2 separate regions of the Danio rerio genome follow, and region 1 is linked to region 2. Evidence: chromatin contacts called from public Hi-C data. All regions are on one chromosome and are shown on one strand. Each heading gives the region's core, a stretch centred on a gene start, on an enhancer-like site or on the middle of the called end of the contact. The rest is flanking DNA. Distances are from core to core; before and after follow the strand shown. Region 1 overlaps LOC141378433. Region 2 holds the start of nkx2.1 (NK2 homeobox 1).

Region 1 (4,300 bases), core at 445-2,944, 97 kb before region 2:
CTAATGTGTGGTCAAAAACAATTGTGTCTTTTAATATTTGACCCGAACATAATTCATCTAACAGAGCCACTGAAATTGTTTAATAAACGAAAATACACAAAAAAAACTTGTATACTGATAAATATAAAAACACTCATAAAAACAAAAAACAAACAAACAAAAAGAGAGACAAAAACCAAAACAAACAAATAAAAAAACAAAAAAACCACAAAGATGTCATATGCAGAGATTTCTGGAAATATTATTTTTACTATGGTTAATTCTTATAGAAATTAATTTATTTATTTCTAAATTATGATAATAAATATTTTTTTAAACTATATATAACTTACATTTAACAAATCATTAGTTTTTTTTCTTTTGACTGTAGCATTGTAGGCTTTTTTCATGTTAAAAGGTTTGAAGATTAAATGATCAAGCATCAAAAAACAAACAAAACAAAAAAAACAGCTGCAATATGCAATAATTATACAGATTAGAATAAGTATGCTATTTAATTTTACGTAAATATTTCTGCCAAAAGACCATAGAAAATTATTTGACCCATATTTTGTCATTTTTTTTCACAAAACAATTAGAAAAATGTGTTGCATTTACTATAAGCTTTCCATGCTTATTTCAAATTTGAACTATTGCAAACACAGCCAATTTGTTTCGTCTTTGACCCCAAAATTGCAAACACCTGTATACATTTGTCACTTTTTAAGACAACAGTGGCTTTTACCACGATACTGCAGCTTATTAAACCACCCCAAACATTAATATCAGTGATGCAACAAATGAAATCAATAGTAACCATGGAAATTCATTCTGTCAGCCAGGGGCGATTTTAGGATTTTAATTTTAGGGGGGCTCAGCTTCTTATATATAAAGCCTAATATTACATTTATAAGTAGTAATTTAATAGTAATACACTTAAAAATGTTAATAGGGGTTGTAGTATTCCACTGTATCATATAGACATAGCATTTGAGTTCTGAATAAGCCACATAGCCTCAACCCATCTGTTTATTGTAGTAAAAACCCCTTTCTATATTCAAGTGTACTTTTTTTGTTTCCATGCATTAAATAAATAAACTGACTCTTTTTTTATTAAAATGGCACACATATAAATATTTTAAACTTACAGACTAATTCCCATTTTTCACAATCTGAATGATAATAATAAATGGGTATTTTTTAATGCTAGTCAACACAGTATCTCTGTCAGTGAGTCAGTGACAGTTAAAACAAATTCTGCTGCCGTTTTCATATCAGATTTAAAGGGGACTGAGGTGATAATTTGGTGTACAGTTTATGAGCTAATTGCAAAAGTTTTAGGGGGGCTGAGTAGAAATATAGGGGGGCTACAGCCCCTGTAAAATAGGCCTAGCAACGCCCATGCTGTCAGCCATTGATTAGCTCATACAGGAAACCTTGCTTCTCTCCGTAAGACTGTCTTACACTTCAGCGTCTAAATAGCGCATCAACTTATACCCTTAATATTATATCTGCTTCATAATTAGGCCAATAGAGCAGTCCCTGTTTACCCTTTCCTCTTCCATCTCTCTCGGTTTCTCTCATCTCTCCTCTTCAAGCCTTTCTTATTAGAAGGCCCCCAGCTGTGCAGCGAATAGGATCAGAGGCTGCCTCTATTAGCCTGGTCCATTTGTTGAGCGATTGAATCGCTCTCATCCCTCTTCTCTAGTATGGCCTCTAACCCTCTCTCTCTACCTTAGCCTGCCAGAAGGGCCTCTCAGCGCTCAAAACACAATGAAGCCTGATAGAGGCCGTCTCCATGAGGCAAACCAAATGCAAGGTGACTGTGTATGTGTGTGTGTGTGCGTGTGTGTGTGTGTGTGAGAGAGAGAGAGAGAGAGAGAGAAAGAACGACAGATGATATATATGATTCCTTTTTCATTTCAAGAAGCCATGCAGAAATGGGTTTCTATGCGCTTTCTCAAATTGCACTTCTCATTCAGTCCAGCAGGTGGCGTACTTGCACAAGCACAGAGGCCAAAACCCCCTTCCCCCACATTCGGCGTCCTTTCTCCCACACTTTTTGAGTCCTACACGGGCACCACAAGTATCCTCTTCTCCAACCTGTCGACTCTCCAGAAGTCGTACAGTTATCATACATCTCTCTCTCTCTCTCTCTCTCTCTCTTGCAGTCGTTCGATCTTTCTACTCCAATGCCTGAAGTGGCATTCAGAGCGCTTTAAGAGAAGCACACCTGTTTTCAAACTATGGAAGAAACTGAATTTTACACGCTGACATTCATTTCCGGGACTGCGCTGCTGTCAACATCATCTGCGCGTTGTGTTTGTGGAGCTGAGCTGTTCTAGTCGTCCTCAATTATTGCGTGAGGCTTGACGATGGGGTTGTAAAGACTTGAGGAGCTTCTCTTTACTCTCCGTTCCCCCCTCCTCCTGTCGTAAACCTATACTCACGTCCTCTCATATTCTGACCTGCACTCAAGAGAAACGTCTCTGCTTGAGGAGGAATGGCAGTGAGGTGTTCTGCATGGTTGCATCTGAATGTCCCTTTTTCCAGTTTTGAGGGGCTCACTTGACCGCCCCTTTCTGGCACACTGAGAGACGGAGGAGAGAGGTTAGAGAGCTGCTTAAAGCTGTCAGTCACGCGCTCGCTGACTTCATTGGGGCCTGCTGGGAGTCAACCCAACTGCTCAAAGCAAAACAGTGGTCCAAAACCGGACCTGGTATTGCCACAAACAGCTCAATGCTGAATAGCCTACAACCAACAGAATACAAGTCTGTTTTAACCCAAATTTGGCTAAAATTAGACACCATGGACCACAAAACCAGTTGCATTTTTGGGAATTGAAATGTATACATCATCTTATAAACAAGCTTTCCGTTGAAATGTGGTTTGTTAGAATAAGATAATATTTGCCCGAGAAACAACTATTTGAAATAAGCAATTCCAGTGTTATGGATGTGACATTTGCAGTAAAAAACTCAAAACATAAATTCACATAGTAAGTATACACTACCTGACAACAGTCTTGTTGCCTATCCAAGTTTTAGAAACTTAAACTAACTTAGTTGATCATTTAGTATTAGAAGTGGCTTATATGAAAGGCGTAGGCCTCTAGATTACACTTATTTTACCAAAATAAAGTATCATCATGCCATGATTTTTAATTATTTAATTAGGACAGTAAGGTCTGACTTTGCTGAGACAAAAGTCTTGTCTCTTAACAGAAATAATGTACAGTATAGAAAAGTAAGTAATATTGTGTATGACTGCCGTGAGCTTGAAGGACTGCATACATACATTTCTGCAATGACTCAAATAACTTATTAATAAAGTCATCTGGAATGACAAAGAAAGCGTTCTTGCAGGACTCCCAGTGATCATCAAGATTTTTTGGATTTATCTTCAATGCCTCCTCCATCTTAACCCAGCCATGCATAATGTTAATGTCTGGTGACTGGGCTGGCCAATCCTGGAGCATCTTGACCTTCTTTGCCTTCAGGAACTTTGATGTGGAGGCTGAAGTATGAGAAGGAGCGCTATCCTGATGAAAAATTTGCCCTCTCCTGTGGTTTGTAATGTGATGGGCAGCACAAATGTCTTGATATCTCTGGCTGTAGATTTCTCGCAAGCCCCCACACTGAATGTAACATCAAACCAGGATTTTCCTTTAACAGACTTATTTCTCAGAGAATCTTGGGTACATGTGGTTCCAATAGGTCTTCTGCAGTATTTGTGATGATTGGGGAACAGTTCTACAGATGATTCATCTGAAAAATCTACCTTCTGCCACTTTTCCAAATGATCATCTAGAAGTCAAGTTTTTATTTGCTGCTCTTACAACTGAGATCAACGACGACACTTTTGTCAGGTAGTGGATGCTAACATTATATTGAAATATCTGTTTATATTTTCCAAAACAACTAACCACAGAGTTATGGGATGAGAAAAGTATCAACCTGTAAACATTTTTTATATTTTAAATAAACATAGGTTGTGGATGGGACCAAAAAGTATGCAAAAAAGATGTGACAGATGTGAAATTGCGGCTTTTGCGACTGATAAATTAAATATAATTGTTTGAAAACATTGACAAAGACATTTGTGAGTATACAGTACTGTAAAATACAAGCCTACATAAAAAAACTTAGAAAGGTTGTCGCTATTTAGGTGAAAACTTAAATCTAGAATCACAAGTCTAGAATCTGAGGGTTCAAAAAAATCTAAATATATTGAGAACTAGGGCTGCACGACATTAGAAAAATCTGACATTCTGATTTTTTGTACATTGCCATATTCATATTGTGATATAAATACAATTTTA
Region 2 (4,458 bases), core at 1,872-4,371:
GAAGCACACGGCACACACTTTCAAATGTTCCAGCAGGCATCTCAATCTTACCTCAGCCCTCTGATGTTTACGGTCTTTATCAATACGTAAACACGGGGGCATTTGATTTTACCTCTGATCTCCACAAACACGGTATTGATGGACGGCGCTCTGATAAGTGTGTTTATTTCGTCTTGCTAAGTTATTTAGGAGAATAATGTTGTTTGAACAGCAATGTGATTGATAAGTTAGCTTTTAGGAGTGTTTGTTTGATGTGAGTTTCTCTCAAGGAGTGGAGACCTCACCTGCATTGACTCATTCCCTTATCACAAAGAAAACGCTCCAAAATAGATCTCAGGTTAAGTCAGATACATAAATAAATAAAAAGAATAACTCCATAAGCTAAAACTCATTTAATAGGGTAATGCCAAAATACAATTTGCGGATAGAAGACAATTTGTTTTTAAAAAAGAACAATTCATAGACGTTTGTTTTTATTTGAGCATACATTATTTTTAGCGCGCGTTTCATTTTGAACTTAGACTCCGGATTTTAACTTTATTAAAATATTTAGACACGCTACAAAATTACCGTTTAAACTAATTTAGCCATGCAATATCCAACACAATTAGAATAATATTTGTTGTGTGACTTCATTGGTGTTGCAACACACAGAAAACTATTTGCTGAATGAACGCTTTACTAGCAGGCCAGAAATCCAGCTCCACAAACCTGACACACTTGAAGGGATATCCTCTACAAACTGTAGAAATTGTGCGTCTAAAATAATCCACTAATGCGTGTTCATTTGTAGTGACTAATTTACTAATCGTATGTTGCTCACTTTTTAGGCTAGTTCAATTTTATTAACCTTGAAGCAAAATGGTCCAACTTTTAGCACCGCAAAATGTTTGATTCCATACACCCAAATCTAAAATGAACGTAGGGTAAGGATATTGTTATTATTGTCATAATTTATTAATATGATTGTATGACTGCGTTTAAGTCAAATATCTATATAAGTTACAAGAAAATTAAACGTACAAATAACAATGGAACTGAAAAAAAACTTGTGAACCTTAATATCGATAAAAATTTTGTACAATATACACATCGCTAAAAACTATGTAATCAGTCCAAACCTTTTACAGAAATATACAAGCTACGTTTTACAGTGAAATCTTTAAGAAATCATGAAATGTATTTAGCAGTCTAAATGTGAGGGGGGACGTCTTCATTGTTGAAAGGGACATTTTTAAAAATCCATCAGGATGACAGAATATTTGTGTTTTAGTGTTTTAGTCAGTCTCCATTTAAAATCTAGTGTATATAAATAATTCCATCTTCTTAATGATGTTTTGGCGCTCATCCTCACAATAAAAGATTTGATACCTTTGACATTTGGCAATCCTCGCGTTGCTTGCAGCCTTGTCACTTCTCCCTCCGAGAAAGGAGACAATGATTTCGGAGCGCCACCCCAGTTCGCATGGTCTTTTTGAGCAGAGCATAGTGTACACATAATCTGCATCCACCTGTCGTACTTTCGTTATTGTATTATTGTCTGTCACCACGTCCTGCCATAAAGCAGAGCGGAGCAGGGCAACGCAGCTCCATATTCGGAACCGGAAGAGTTCAGGTGTGATAGGCCGGGTACCTGGGTTTGGAGGGATGGCGGGCTTGCAGCATGTTGACCCAGATCAGGGGACTGACCGGCGCTGCCTACCTGCTGACTTTGATGCTGGCTCATTGAAGTACTGTTATTGGTCATAATCATGACGTTTCCCCCCTGGTGATGGTGGTTTTGTACACCAGTGTTGGGTGTGTGACTGCTGCCTTGGCATGGCTTTCCGTCTTTCACCAACACAGGCACCGCCACCCGCCGTGGAGACTGCTGCTGCTGCTGACAGGAACCATTGTCTTGTTGCATCTGCTGCTGGGACACCTTGTCCTTGGCTTGCCTTTTCATTTTATACCGGTGGTTCTGAAACCAAATTTTAACTTGAGTCGGAGTCAGGTGTATCATGCTGGCCAGATGCTCCCTTTCCGGCGCGGAGAGGTACTTCTGCTGCTTGAACCGCCGCTCAAGCTCATACACCTGCGCCTGGGAGAAGAGTACCCGTCTCTTCCTGCGAGGTGTGCTGGTCAGTGGACCCATGCCTTTACCAACATCCGCCAACGAACTCAGAGTGCTCATGCTGCCCATGTTCATACCAGACGAGGAGCCCATGAAGCGAGAGACTGCGAAAGGAACAGTCCCGTTTAGCTTTGCAATTTCACAATAAACACAATCAATCAATTAATAACGAGTACGGAGAGATTAAATCGCTGTGTGAGTTATAAAAGGACAGCAAATAAACAAATATTGTGCATTATTATTGTGTTGTCTGTCAACTGTAACTGGAGAGTTAATTTATGCAGTTCGTTTGGGTTTAGATACAACACCTGGCACGTGTAACGTTTAGCAACGCCGGCAAAGCCCCATGCGCTCTAATTTGGTGTAAAATTAGAACATTTTAAAACAGAATAATACATGATAAATACAACCGGCTACAGTCACAATTAAAACAGATTAATACGCATTGCAAAACACCTCTCAAAATGCACAAGCAGCTCTTGCAAACACAACGTAAAGTGTTAATCTCACGTACTTGTAGAGAAGCGTGGGTCAGGATTCGTTCCGTACCAGCTGGTGGCCGTCGTGCTGCCTCTCATCCCGTCTTGATAGGCCGGCAGGTCGCTCATGTTGCCCAAATTCCCGTTACAGTAGCCCCCCATGGCTGTATGTGACAGCTGGGAAACTCCAGCTGCAGTCATGTGGTAGGCAGCGGGTACTGTTCCATTGTGGCCCATGTGGTGCTGCTGCATCGCCGCTTGCGTGACTTGGGGTTGTCTGTACGAGGCAAGAGGAGCCCCCAAGTTGTTCCCCTCCATACTCACTTTTTTGTAGCTCTCTTCAAGAGGACTTAAGATATCGGATACAGAAAAAGGAGTCGTATGCTTAGGGCTCATCGACATTGTTCTGTGTTGGAAAGGGAGAAATTAGAAGGCAAGGCAATCTCTCCTTCTTTTTTTGGCCAGCTCCTCTGTTCCTGTTGTTTCACCGTCGCTGCAGCAGGATGGAAACGTATGAGTGCGCACTGGAGTCCGCCTTAATTGGTTTGAGTGGGAGCTCGAAGCTGACTTTCGTTTGTTTTAGCTTGGTGCCAGGTTTAAGGCTTCCATCAGAGGCGGGGCATCAGCAGCCAGGGCAACAATACAAAGCAGCGCTATCATCTGTGCACCCACGCACAATTTCTATTACGCGGTCTTCAACTACCCGTGCCATCCCCCAACCCCGAAAACATTTACGCGTGTAACAACACCTGTGCGTAAATATAATTCGCCCATAGTTCATTTTCAGCGCGAGGCTGTTTATTGCGCGGCGGCGAGGCTCGCACGAACGGCAAGGAACGCAGAGCAAAGGATGAAATATTGACAGTTGGAGTGATGTTTATAAGGGGCCCTTGATGTGAGTGCATATGCGGACTTCAGACTTTGAGAACCACTCAGTATCTGAAAAAAGCCTGAGTTGAACTACTGACTTTTAATGGCCACAAGAGGCTTCTGGTGATTGCAGGCGTGTTTGTATTATGCTCCATCGTACTCAAACATGCAAAGGGCCCTTGCGACGACTCAGGAACACTGACTGACAAATAAATAAATACATATGCGCGTGTTAAGAGGCCAAGTAAATGATTAAACCCTTTTCCGTTTGATATTATTGGACACAAGCAGCGCGTCGTCCAAATTTCCGTCCACTCGGTTCAGACACGCGGTACTGAGGAAAATGAACTCGGGAAGAGGAGAGGCTCTCAGGTAAAGTTAACGACGCTCAAATAACACGAGCAAGTCCTGAAGTAACTCCGCGTAAGTTCAGTAATGCGTTTCATGCCGGTGCGCGGAGTTGTAAAAAAACTAGTATGAGTGGACTGAAAATTGTCAAGATTTATTTTACAAAATAGACATTTTTCTTTTACATTACACACCTATTAAAATAATACCTTCAATTTAGTTTATTATTATTATTGTTATTATTATTATTGTTATTATTATTATTGTGTTGTTGTTGTTATTATTATTATTATTATTATTATTATTATTATTATTATTATTATTTTGTTTATATTTTAACAAATATTTAAGAAAACACATTTGTAGCTCTTTGCAAAAGAACGCGTTGTCTTACGCAATTATTATAAGTCTATATCTGAATAGTTACAAAAGAATACAATAGCATGTTTTATTTTTCTAACTATATATCGAAAAATAAGTGTGATACATAAATTACTTAGAAAATAACGTCCATCATCTAAAATTCTTAGCTTCCATCTGAGAAAAAAAACTACTTTTGAGTGCACTAGGCGTTTATGTTTTTTATTTTTGTGTGTGTGTGTGGATGAAACAATGACTTGAAAAGCAAACATCTAAATGTAAGAGCCT

What was found. Hi-C and Micro-C count contacts between places; a contact is called where the count stands out from the background.
Region 1: a contact with region 2 is called in a Hi-C map of embryo, with 3 times the contacts expected there. The contact joins the enhancer-like site here to the promoter of nkx2.1 in region 2. A contact is called at or near these places in 6 of 18 Hi-C or Micro-C datasets (caudal fin, embryo and hematopoietic stem cells).

Annotation. Positions count from the first base shown.
Region 1 is chr17:40,224,990-40,229,289 of GRCz12tu, reverse strand. All of the region lies in intron 2 of LOC141378433, which reads left to right. Among named protein-coding and RNA genes, the nearest start is that of mbip, 63 kb to the right of the region's middle. Within about 2 kb of position 1,694, at least 7 of the 62 cell types and tissues checked have an H3K27ac peak or open chromatin away from gene starts, as enhancers often do.
Region 2 is chr17:40,129,442-40,133,899 of GRCz12tu, reverse strand. nkx2.1 (NK2 homeobox 1) reads right to left here and starts at 3,121. Exons shown (of 2, transcript NM_131776.1): 1 at 2,628-3,121; 2 at 939-2,217. The coding sequence starts at 2,994. The coding sequence ends at 1,544.